Linked DNA regions of Bombyx mori: region 1 is linked to region 2. The links are chromatin contacts, called in public Hi-C maps. All regions are on one chromosome and are shown on one strand. The core of a region is the stretch at or near the end of the contact, and the rest is flanking DNA. Distances in the headings are between cores, read along the strand shown. Region 1 holds the start of LOC101737550 (serine/threonine-protein kinase NLK). Region 2 overlaps LOC101737550 (serine/threonine-protein kinase NLK).

The links. A called contact is a pair of places that touch in the nucleus more often than the background predicts.
Region 1: a contact with region 2 is called in a Hi-C map of whole pupa, with 2.0 times the contacts expected there. The contact joins the promoter of LOC101737550 here to the enhancer-like site in region 2. A contact is called at or near these places in 2 of 7 Hi-C or Micro-C datasets (both in whole pupa).

Annotation. Positions count from the first base shown.
Region 1 is chr10:3,882,059-3,886,872 of ASM3026992v2, reverse strand. It overlaps LOC101737550 (serine/threonine-protein kinase NLK), which reads left to right and starts at 2,660. Exons shown (of 10, transcript XM_038013338.2): 1 at 2,660-3,211. The coding sequence starts at 3,015.
Region 2 is chr10:3,831,191-3,836,184 of ASM3026992v2, reverse strand. The region is part of intron 1 of LOC101737550 (serine/threonine-protein kinase NLK); the gene reads left to right. Among protein-coding and RNA genes, the nearest start is that of LOC101737550, 51 kb to the left of the region's middle. Within about 2 kb of position 3,289, at least 8 of the 8 cell types and tissues checked have open chromatin away from gene starts, as enhancers often do.

The DNA of each region.
Region 1 (4,814 bases), core at 1,411-3,910, 51 kb before region 2:
TAGGTGATATTAACCTAGGTGATGTAACCTATAGGCTCTCCGGCAACAAGGTTCATATTGTAATGGTTTTTCAATAGGATTTTCGGCTCACTTATAGCAGACGACCTAACATTCTACCAGAAGTGAAACAGTTACGAGTAATATTAACACCTTAACATCGATTACCTTGATGTTTTAATAACGGTTATTCTATTCTTCAAAACCGCAACGCATGGTTGTTTCGTAACAGGTACGAAAGTAATAATGCGTGTTCCCAAAACGCCATACCAGCGTTGCAGTTAGGAATTAAGGGAGAACTTATTAAGGATTATTTCCATAGACGAAGTCTTAGATAAAAAAAAGGTTAATGCTACAAACCGATGATGAGAAAGACAAAAGTTTTTTTAAATGCCCTTGTAGGCAGACGAGCATACCACGACGACCCACCTGATGGTGAGTGATTATCGTCACTCATGAACGTCAGCAATGCCAGGGACACAGCTAAGGCACTGCTTACCATGTAAGCTGCTGCCTATTAAGCAGTTCTCTGAGTAGTCCGGAGTCGTAATTATAGATAAAATAAAGCCACGTAATTATAGTAACCGGCAAACTTCGTGAGCAAATGACCTTGACTGCGCAGAACCTAATTTTAGATCACTTTGGTGGTGAGGGTGAGGCGCGACGGCAGGGGAAATCGTATCGAGCACGTTATTGGTAGATCAGTCGAACCTTGCGCCCCGCACCGCGCCCTCGTTCCGCTTGCTCCCAAAAGTACGCTTGCGTACAGCAAAAAGTCTATCGTTATTAATCGTTAAGTTATTTGTTATAATTGCTTGTTGACTTTGTTGCCATTGCTATATGTTGAATGTTTGTTGATTTTTTATAAAAAATACACTATGGCGTAGTATTCAAAAGAAAATTTGTGTACGACGTATATTGCTTCATTATAAAACAGGAGAAGAATGATATGGAAAAAGTAAAACAGACTTCGGAAGCAAGAAAAACATCAGTGAGTACTGCTAGGTGCATTATTAACGAAGCTAAAGACTCTGGCTTGCTCGCCGTATTTCGGACTTCGGGTAAGAAAAGATCAGGGAAGAAGAAAGTTACCGGAATGGATAGTTTCGTTCAATCTGTAATAAAAAGATGTAATCATAATAACTACATAACGAGCAGCGAAACTCCGTATCGTAGAAAGGCTTCGAAAAATTTAAAGAAGATATAAATTTTAATGGCTCGGAATGAAGAATGATGAAAAAAAAAACAGAAAGTAATCGGAAGCTGGTAATTGAAAAAAGTTACATTCGATTACTACGAATCGAATATCTTCAAAAAATAATTAATTATAGACAAAAAAGAAGACCGAACCGACCGAGTTGTAAACTACACCGATGAGCCCTATGTCGACTCATCACGATGATAGCGACTCGGGTGATGAAAACATTGATGATGATGCTGGTTAAGATTATGATAACGAAAAAAAAATTACAAATACCAACTTCGCTTCAACTGAACCAAGACCTGGCAACAGCTCTAGTTTTGACTTAATAGAAGGAATATCTATTTTACCCCAAGATTAAATTATTACAATTATTAACCTATATTAAATACATAATGTGTTGATTTTAATAATTTAATAGCATTATGACGCAGAGTAAATATTGTTTCTGCACGTGAGTGTACCATGCGCGAACTTACCCCCACTACGTCGACAAATGCTCAAGAAGTTTGCCGGCTATTATACATATAAAATACTATACAATCGCATAGATAGTAAATAGAAAGTTAGCATTTATTCAATATCTATTTAAGACTAGCTGACCCGGCAAAATTCGTAGTGCCTCAACCGATAAATAAAAGGCCTAAGCTTTTGTATAAAATAAACTTAAAACAAACAAAAGGAATCGTCCGACGGGGGACACATCGAAGGGAAATTGTTATTTTTATTTAATTCCGAACATTTTAAACCTTCCCTGGACTTCCACAAATAATTCAACACCAAAATTAGCCAAATCGGTCCAGCCGTTCTCGAGTTTTAGCGAGACAACGAACAGCAATTCATTTTTATATATAGAGATAGAAGACAGATAATAGATATAGATTTTAATTAAATTTAAATATTATGAATTTAAAGTCCATTTTTGGCTTTATTTACGAATACTAGTAGAGCCTACTCGTTGAAATTCTGATACACTGATAGATCGTAATAAATTACATAAAAAGATCTAAATCATAGGCATAATAAAGTCGGAAATGCGTTATCGGAATCTTACAAATTGTATTTAAATTTTTTGTTATGGATGCCTACATTTATTATATAAGATTCGATAATTTGATCTAAAAATTATAGACAACAAAATAAACACGCAGATCCTTGTAAAATAATTTTTTTGCTTAACTAATTTAAGAAAATAAATCTGAGTAGAGTCGAACAACAATAAAGTGCACATAATTTTAAGATCACGAAATGTAATCATATTTTCCTCAGTAGTGAAAAAATGGTACCACTTTTTAAGTGATCGTTACTACAATGCTCTCATAAATAGTCTAGTAGTGATTTAACAATATATAACTTTACATCTAATTATGGTCATTCAAGCCCAGCTGTTCTTGACATCGGCGCCATGTTCTTTTGCTGTCTCGCTCACGCATCATTACTGCCGGTCTTTCCGCCCCCCACCTCATTTTCAGTTTCGCTCAATCGGCGTGGCGTGTAGACGTTGGTTAGGTTAACTGTAATCCGTAATTCACGGTATCTTTCTTTGTCCAGAAAGAAGTAAGAGCCAGACTCATCAGTTAATCTTTATCAAATTCAAACGAACACGTAAAAGTAACTGGTGAATTAAAAAAGTGTTTCTGAATTCCACGAGTGTTGTTTAGTGATCCCTGCAGAGTCGTTCGAGCATGAATAATAAAAAAGTAAGCAGTGATATTTCCGCGTTTCCCTCGGGAGTCAAGTTCTGGTGATAGAGTTAAAGTCGAGGCAGTGGTTCGCCTGATGAGTCTGCGGTGACACCTCGCCGCTGAGCGGTTGGATGGCGGCAGTTAGCGGTCCCGCGCGGCACTCTCGCGTTTCCATGAGTGTGTCGATGTCCCTGATGCAGGGCAGTACGCAGAGTGCGCCCCAGGGCGCCATCCTGGCGGCAGCGGCGCCCTACTATCAATCGCCGGCTATTCCGACTGATGTTCAGCCTGACCGGCCCATCGGCTATGGTGCCTTCGGCGTTGTATGGTTAGTACTAGTTTGTTTATAAATTTACTTTCAGTTGACATATCACGAGAATACAAATAATACTTACTATAATAAACATCGTTAATTTATCAAGAAAATTCTCTATTAATTTCAAGTTTTTATCTTCAAAAAAGTTTGGTCGCATATTCTGCTGATAGGTAGGTACATACAACATAAACATTTCCTGTGCTTATATAATATTGAGATTTTTCAATATGTATTCTCGAAACTAAATTAATTCTCAGGCTAAATTTAATTTGGAAACTTTAAAAAAATCGTGTATGAGTTAAGCCCATTTTTAGTAAATAAAAACGGAAACAAAAAAGCAGCTTCGGCTTCATTTATAGCCTAATAAACCTTATTGTTTGATAATAAACAACTTTAAAATAACAAAACGTATTAGCTAGAGATCCAGTATATTATGCGTAAACGAATCTCTTTCCAAATGTTGACTTTTCCTATCAATAATCATGGTTCTTTATTATGATAAACTATTTTTGATTGAAGTTAAAAATAAATTTATATGATTCAAAACTATTCTCTTCATATCGCTACTTACTTATTTATAAAGCAATCGTGTTATATAGATGAACAAAACAATTAAAACAGAGCCTAATAATATTGTATATTTACAATTAAATAAAAAAAATTTCTAAGATTAAGTATTAAGTTATTTACACAAAACACAACAAACCTTACATATTGAAGTAGTCACAAATAAGTAAAATATATTTTTTACATTTCTGTAAAATTTATAGATCAACAATTAATACAAATTATTACATACTCATTACACAAAAAATATTTATATACCATTTGCTTTTCAAATTTGTGATTTATTAAAAATACACGAAGCAAAAAAGTTAAGTTCCTTTGTTTAATCACTCAGAGAATTTTCAGAAAAATAATAATCGTGTAAGGTCAAATTCAAGATGTAAAAAGTAAATGTTCTCTAAGCATTTATTACCGGTCGCCCCACAGCGTCATCCGAGCACCCGCTTTTACAGCCTCGGAACACGAACTGCTCGTTAATACCAGAGAAAGCTCCGATTCCATTTTACCATCTCTTTTATGGTATTATTCCAACATTTCTAACAATGGATATCGTTTTTATAGTAAAAGCTTTTGCACTTACGATAAAGTGCAGAAACTAAGTCAAGAGATAATATTATTTCGGAAAAGTTTTTAAAGTTAACATCCCAGCCTAGTAAGTATGCGTCGGTCGACTTTTGTAAACACGTGGTGTTAAGTTCTTCAAAACAAACTGAATTCAATTTAGACTAATGGCAATAAGAACTATTTTCAATATTCACAATCGCGGTCCTCGTCGATGCACATCGCGTTCGCAGGTTTTTCTTTCGTTACAGTTAATATTGCACCTTATTGCTGTGTAGTTACGATATTTTTCAGTTAAATATAACTGTTAACGGATGCGGTGAATCGTGCCATGCAGCTGCGTACGAAAGTGCTTCTTAAACGTATGAGAATAGAGATGAAAATGTTATCTGTAGGGTTGGTTCATGGTCTTCAAACGTACAATAGGGGCTAGGTACGGACGGGCGTTTTATGTCGACTTGCGTTGCGTAGGTAGGGTCCTGATGGC
Region 2 (4,994 bases), core at 2,040-4,539:
CTTTGCATTCATAGCAGCATAGCTATATTAATTAGCAAAATCGTTCATTAATCTAAAGAATTTTGGAACAGCAATCTCTCTCAAACGATTGTGATCATATTGTTTATCTATCGCAATAGTTTTTCGGATAAAACATGCCGTCTGTTATAAAATTTAATAAATTAATTTTCCAAAAAAAATAAAATTATAAATTGTCTGTCTATTGCGCTCACGGCTTACTTGGTAGTGAAGTGGTCATTGGAGACGATGCTGCTGTTCCATCCTTCAAACTCAACGCATGACTGATTCGTGGCAAAAATAGGCAGGATTGAGATACGCCTCACTAATAAATTTTCTGAAGCGGTTGAACACGGACAAAAGGTTCAATGTCGCTAGTTTCAAGATTCATTGTCGTACTTCACTAATGAGACCACCGCGTAACCATTACCAACTTAAATACATAATATATATTTGGCATAAGAATCTCCCTCAAAACCCGTCGAGCGAAGCAGCCACGTCACTCAAAGTCCCAAAATTCCTTGCTCTCTGATATTTTCGAAGGAGGAGGGTTCGCCACGTCGTGGAAGACGACGTATTTCGGCTCGAGTGATTTCATCGAGTATTCGCACCCTCCGGGAATCCAATCGACTGCTCCCGTAATGTATTGGAACTTTGTATTAATGTTTGCACATAAAGTTAATTATTAAAGCAATCATTTGCATGAATATCGATTATCCACGGTGCGTTGACTCGAATTAATTTGTTTAGGTCAACGTGCTCACTGGGACTGCACACAACTGCGTTACGATGACCTCGTATTTTAACAATCAAATATATGAAAGTAAATATTTATTGGCCGACCCGGGCTGGCGCGGTTTATCGGTTGACCGACGCGCATGCTCCGCCCATTTACGTTTCGGGTTCGCACGCCGAAACTGCCGTTACCATTCTTTTGTGGCGACTGGGCCTAAGCCTCTCTTTGAACGGCCTCCCGTCCGAACGAACCCTCGTCGAAAACCGCCCTATCTCTGACGGGCAGCGGCTTGCGGATTATGAAACTTGAATCGAGCTTTTCCCGCATTACTTACGACCCTTCGCAAGACATACGAAGAAGAGGATAACATAAAACAATTGTATTGTTTCATGGGATGTACAGATATGAAGATATGATGAATTGATGTTGCAATTTGGGTTAGTCTTTAAAATATATTTGATGAATTGTGTTTTATTAAAAAAAAACGTTGTGATACATACTCTCGTAAATCATTAAAATTTTATTTGAAATTAAAATCGTTTTCACTGTGACATTTACGAAAGGGGGAACTAAACGAAACGCTAACGATTCGGCGTTCACAGAGTAGCGGATGGACGACGCCGAGGGGCGTTCATAAACGCGATTCGCTCCGGTTCCTTATCTAGACGTGCAATTTCTTTGTTTGCTGTGTACGCAATTTCCCAAAGAGCGGAGCCGTGCCGCGTGCGCGGCGATATCCGCACAAGGGCCTAGGCCGGTCTGGAGATGGGAGATATCCCGGTTTGCGTAGTGTGCCGCCGAACTGGCAATATTTCTTGCGAACGTGCCATCGTGCCTTCCCCGGGCAGCACTAGCGCCCGCCTACACTGAAATATGATTTTGATTATGAAATATTAGGGTCGGATTCCCCGGCTCCGTTTTCAATGATTAATACACGCGCGTAACATTGCTGAAACAAAATTTCCTATTGTGATCCCCAATAATTTTATAGTTTGCGGTGTGATGGTAAGGTACTGTAGTCTCGTTCGAATTTTTATGATCGTCCTGGTAAGTAATCTACGTTCTGGTTTAGGGGGCAGCATAAAGGTTCTAATGCAATTGAGCCTCGACCTCGTTTGATATCTATAGGCACCTTTAAATACCAGGTCGATCGAAGCTTGTATAACTTGATAGTATAGCTTTGTATAACAATACCCATCAGTAAAAATTACCTAAATGTCGGGGCAAAGATGAATCACGTCATGCTAAAGTAATAAAATCGAATTTTTTTAATATTGTCTAGCAGGTGCGCGTAGGAGACGGTCAGAACAGCAGGTGTATCCTGCCCCACACTACGTCATGCTTCGTTTATTATGTGTTTGTGGGTAACATTACTTAAACACGACCTAAGTTTGATATTAGAAAAAATAATTATATCTTTTAGACATTTCGTAATTCATTGGTAATTGGATTTCGTATGTATCAGTGTAATAGCAGGTATAAACATACAATATGCAAATGTGATGTTCGCGGCACCGTCCCATCACGGTCGGTGCTTCGGTGTGATGAGAACGATATGGTAACAAGCCAACGACCATCTGACACGGATCGTTAATTTTAAATTTTACTCTTTCGTTTCTTCATCGTGATAGGACCGGTGTGCTTAGTGCGAGTTTTTTAACGTACTCGATAGCGTAAAAGTTAACTCAAGTTTGTATGCAGTTGGAACAGCGCCCCTAGCGGCAAACGTAGACAAACGTATCATTTTTAAATAAACTATTCATGTTTTGGTAACTATATACCATTTATTTTCAAGCAAATATTTGATCAATCAAGAATAACACGAAAATGAGCAAAACAATTCGAAATCTATCCGAGAGGGATTATGACGTCAGCATTGCGATATTGGCCTACTGAGATACGCGCTTGTGTTGGCGTTATGTGCCAACATATTGGTCGGTGATAACAAGAAGCTGTTGACCCTGTTCGTTAACCAGTACTTATTCAGGATTAACCGACGACCGGTAATCGTGCCGGCCGTGACCAGTTTTAATGGCAAATTCGTATGTTTACGAATATGATCTATAATATCAACTGTGCTAAAGGATTTATTTTGTGCGCACACGCGGTCATCGTGAAAGACGATAAATACGCCGTCAAAAGAAATGATAAATGATAGCGGATGATTTCAAGTTCATTACGAGGTCATCTATAGTTTCGTCGATATGATTTGATATGTATTTAAAACAAAAACACGATTCAATAATCGGGTATGAAATGTACATAATACATATGTACCTATATTGAAAAACAAAAAAAAATACGAAAGATTTTGAGAATGTTGAGTTGTACTTTCTGTTTTTTAAAAACATACAATCGCCCGGTTAGTTATCAGTGATCACTAACCCTATTAAAAATTTTAAAGCGTCGGAAATGTAAAACGAACAAACGGGAGATTAAATCGTAAAATTGTTTTTACTTAAGTAAAGTTGATATGTGAAACTGAGGCGTATGACCGTCTGTCTGCATTACGATAGAGTTAATGCCGTTTGATAAATGCGGCTTGTAGTCTCGGTGACTGGTAGTTGTTGATATAACGATAGTGGGGCGTCGGACAAGCGTGGGAGCTTTACTATGATTTGTTTACACCGCAGCGAGTCGCACGATCAGCTGAGCGCGTGACGTAGACTCACTCGCGTCATTTGCTGACGTTTCGAACTGTATATGCAGACAATCTATGATCTGTTGTAGCCGGCACACATTGAGTTTGCGACTGGGTCGAGTTTTTGATGTTTCGTGTTCGGGTACTACTAAGGTACTTTTTTCAAACGAAATAATAGTGTAGACAGAGAACCTGTTTCGCATTTGTCCTGAAGGAAACATTACAAATCAACACATATCCTCCCGATCCATTAACAGTACTTTTAGGTACCACAAGTCACCGTCCTCGTCGAACCCGTAGCTTGCGACGAAGGGCTCGACGTGCGAATTAACCCATAGACACAGCCGACTGAGTTTCTCGCCGGATCTTCTCAGTGGGTCGCGTTTCCGATCCGGTGGTAGATTCTGCGAAGCACTGCTCTTGCTAGGGCCAGTGTTAGCAACACTCCGGTTTGAATCTGAAGTAGCCTCTCAAGGCTATCAGCATAGCTATGAAAAAAAAAAACAAATCATCGACCATATTGCCATACTATAAATAATACATTCATAAATACTGCAATTTACTTTCAGTAGAATCTTGAATTACCTAAGCGAAACCGAGTCAGGCCGGCAGTTATTGATTTAAAGAAGTCTTCAAACATGTAAAGTTTTATCAAAAGAAAATTGACAATGCTACGTGACATAATCAAAAGATCCCATAGCTTTTAATGACAGCAGAAGTCCTCCGTCGATCGATACTAAATCATAACTACATAATACCTATATTATATTACATAGTATACACTAGTGAGTCTAGGTAATGCACACTCAGGACTCGCCTCTCAAGTACACTTCTCAACATTATACCATTTAACGTAATTGAGTATCCGCCTTGAATCCGATATCATGCTTGAATGTCAACATTGTCCTACGATATTTCATAATAAAATATAGATTTTAGCGAATACTTCAATGTATTAAAAGGTTAGGCGTTTGTTGGCACGTGGTTTAGAAGTTTGAAGGAATTTTTTTTATTGCCGTATAGGGAGACGAGCATACGGCCCACCTGATGATGGAGTTTACGTCGAGTTACCGTCGCTCATGGACATCAGCAATGCCAGGGGTAGAGGCAAACCGCTGCTTACCGTAAAAGGAAGGAAAGACTTGGATAAGCGTATCCAAGTCCTTCCTAGTGAGCACACTGCAGTAGTATTATTATCTATACATATAAATAAAATTGGAGTGTCTGTTTCTCATATTGAAATAACCGCTTTTTACTACATGCATATGACATTTCTTTTAAATTTTTGATAAAATAACATTTTTAAAAAAATTTGTTTGTCTGTCTGTTTGTTCCGGCTAATCTTTAGAATGGGTGGACCGATTTTGACGAGACTTTCACTGATAGATAGCTGATGATATAAGTACTTAGTTACTTAGGCTAATATAAGGAGTAACACATTTTTAGACAGGCTAATATAAGGAGTAACACATTTTTAGACTAGATTCGCCCCGCGGCTTCACACGCGTTACGACAATAACCGCGGGTAGCACCGTGGGACTCGGCTATCAATAATTAAATTTAACGTTTCCGAAGCGAAGCGAGGGCGGGTCGCTAGATTCCAAATATAAAATTCAGCCA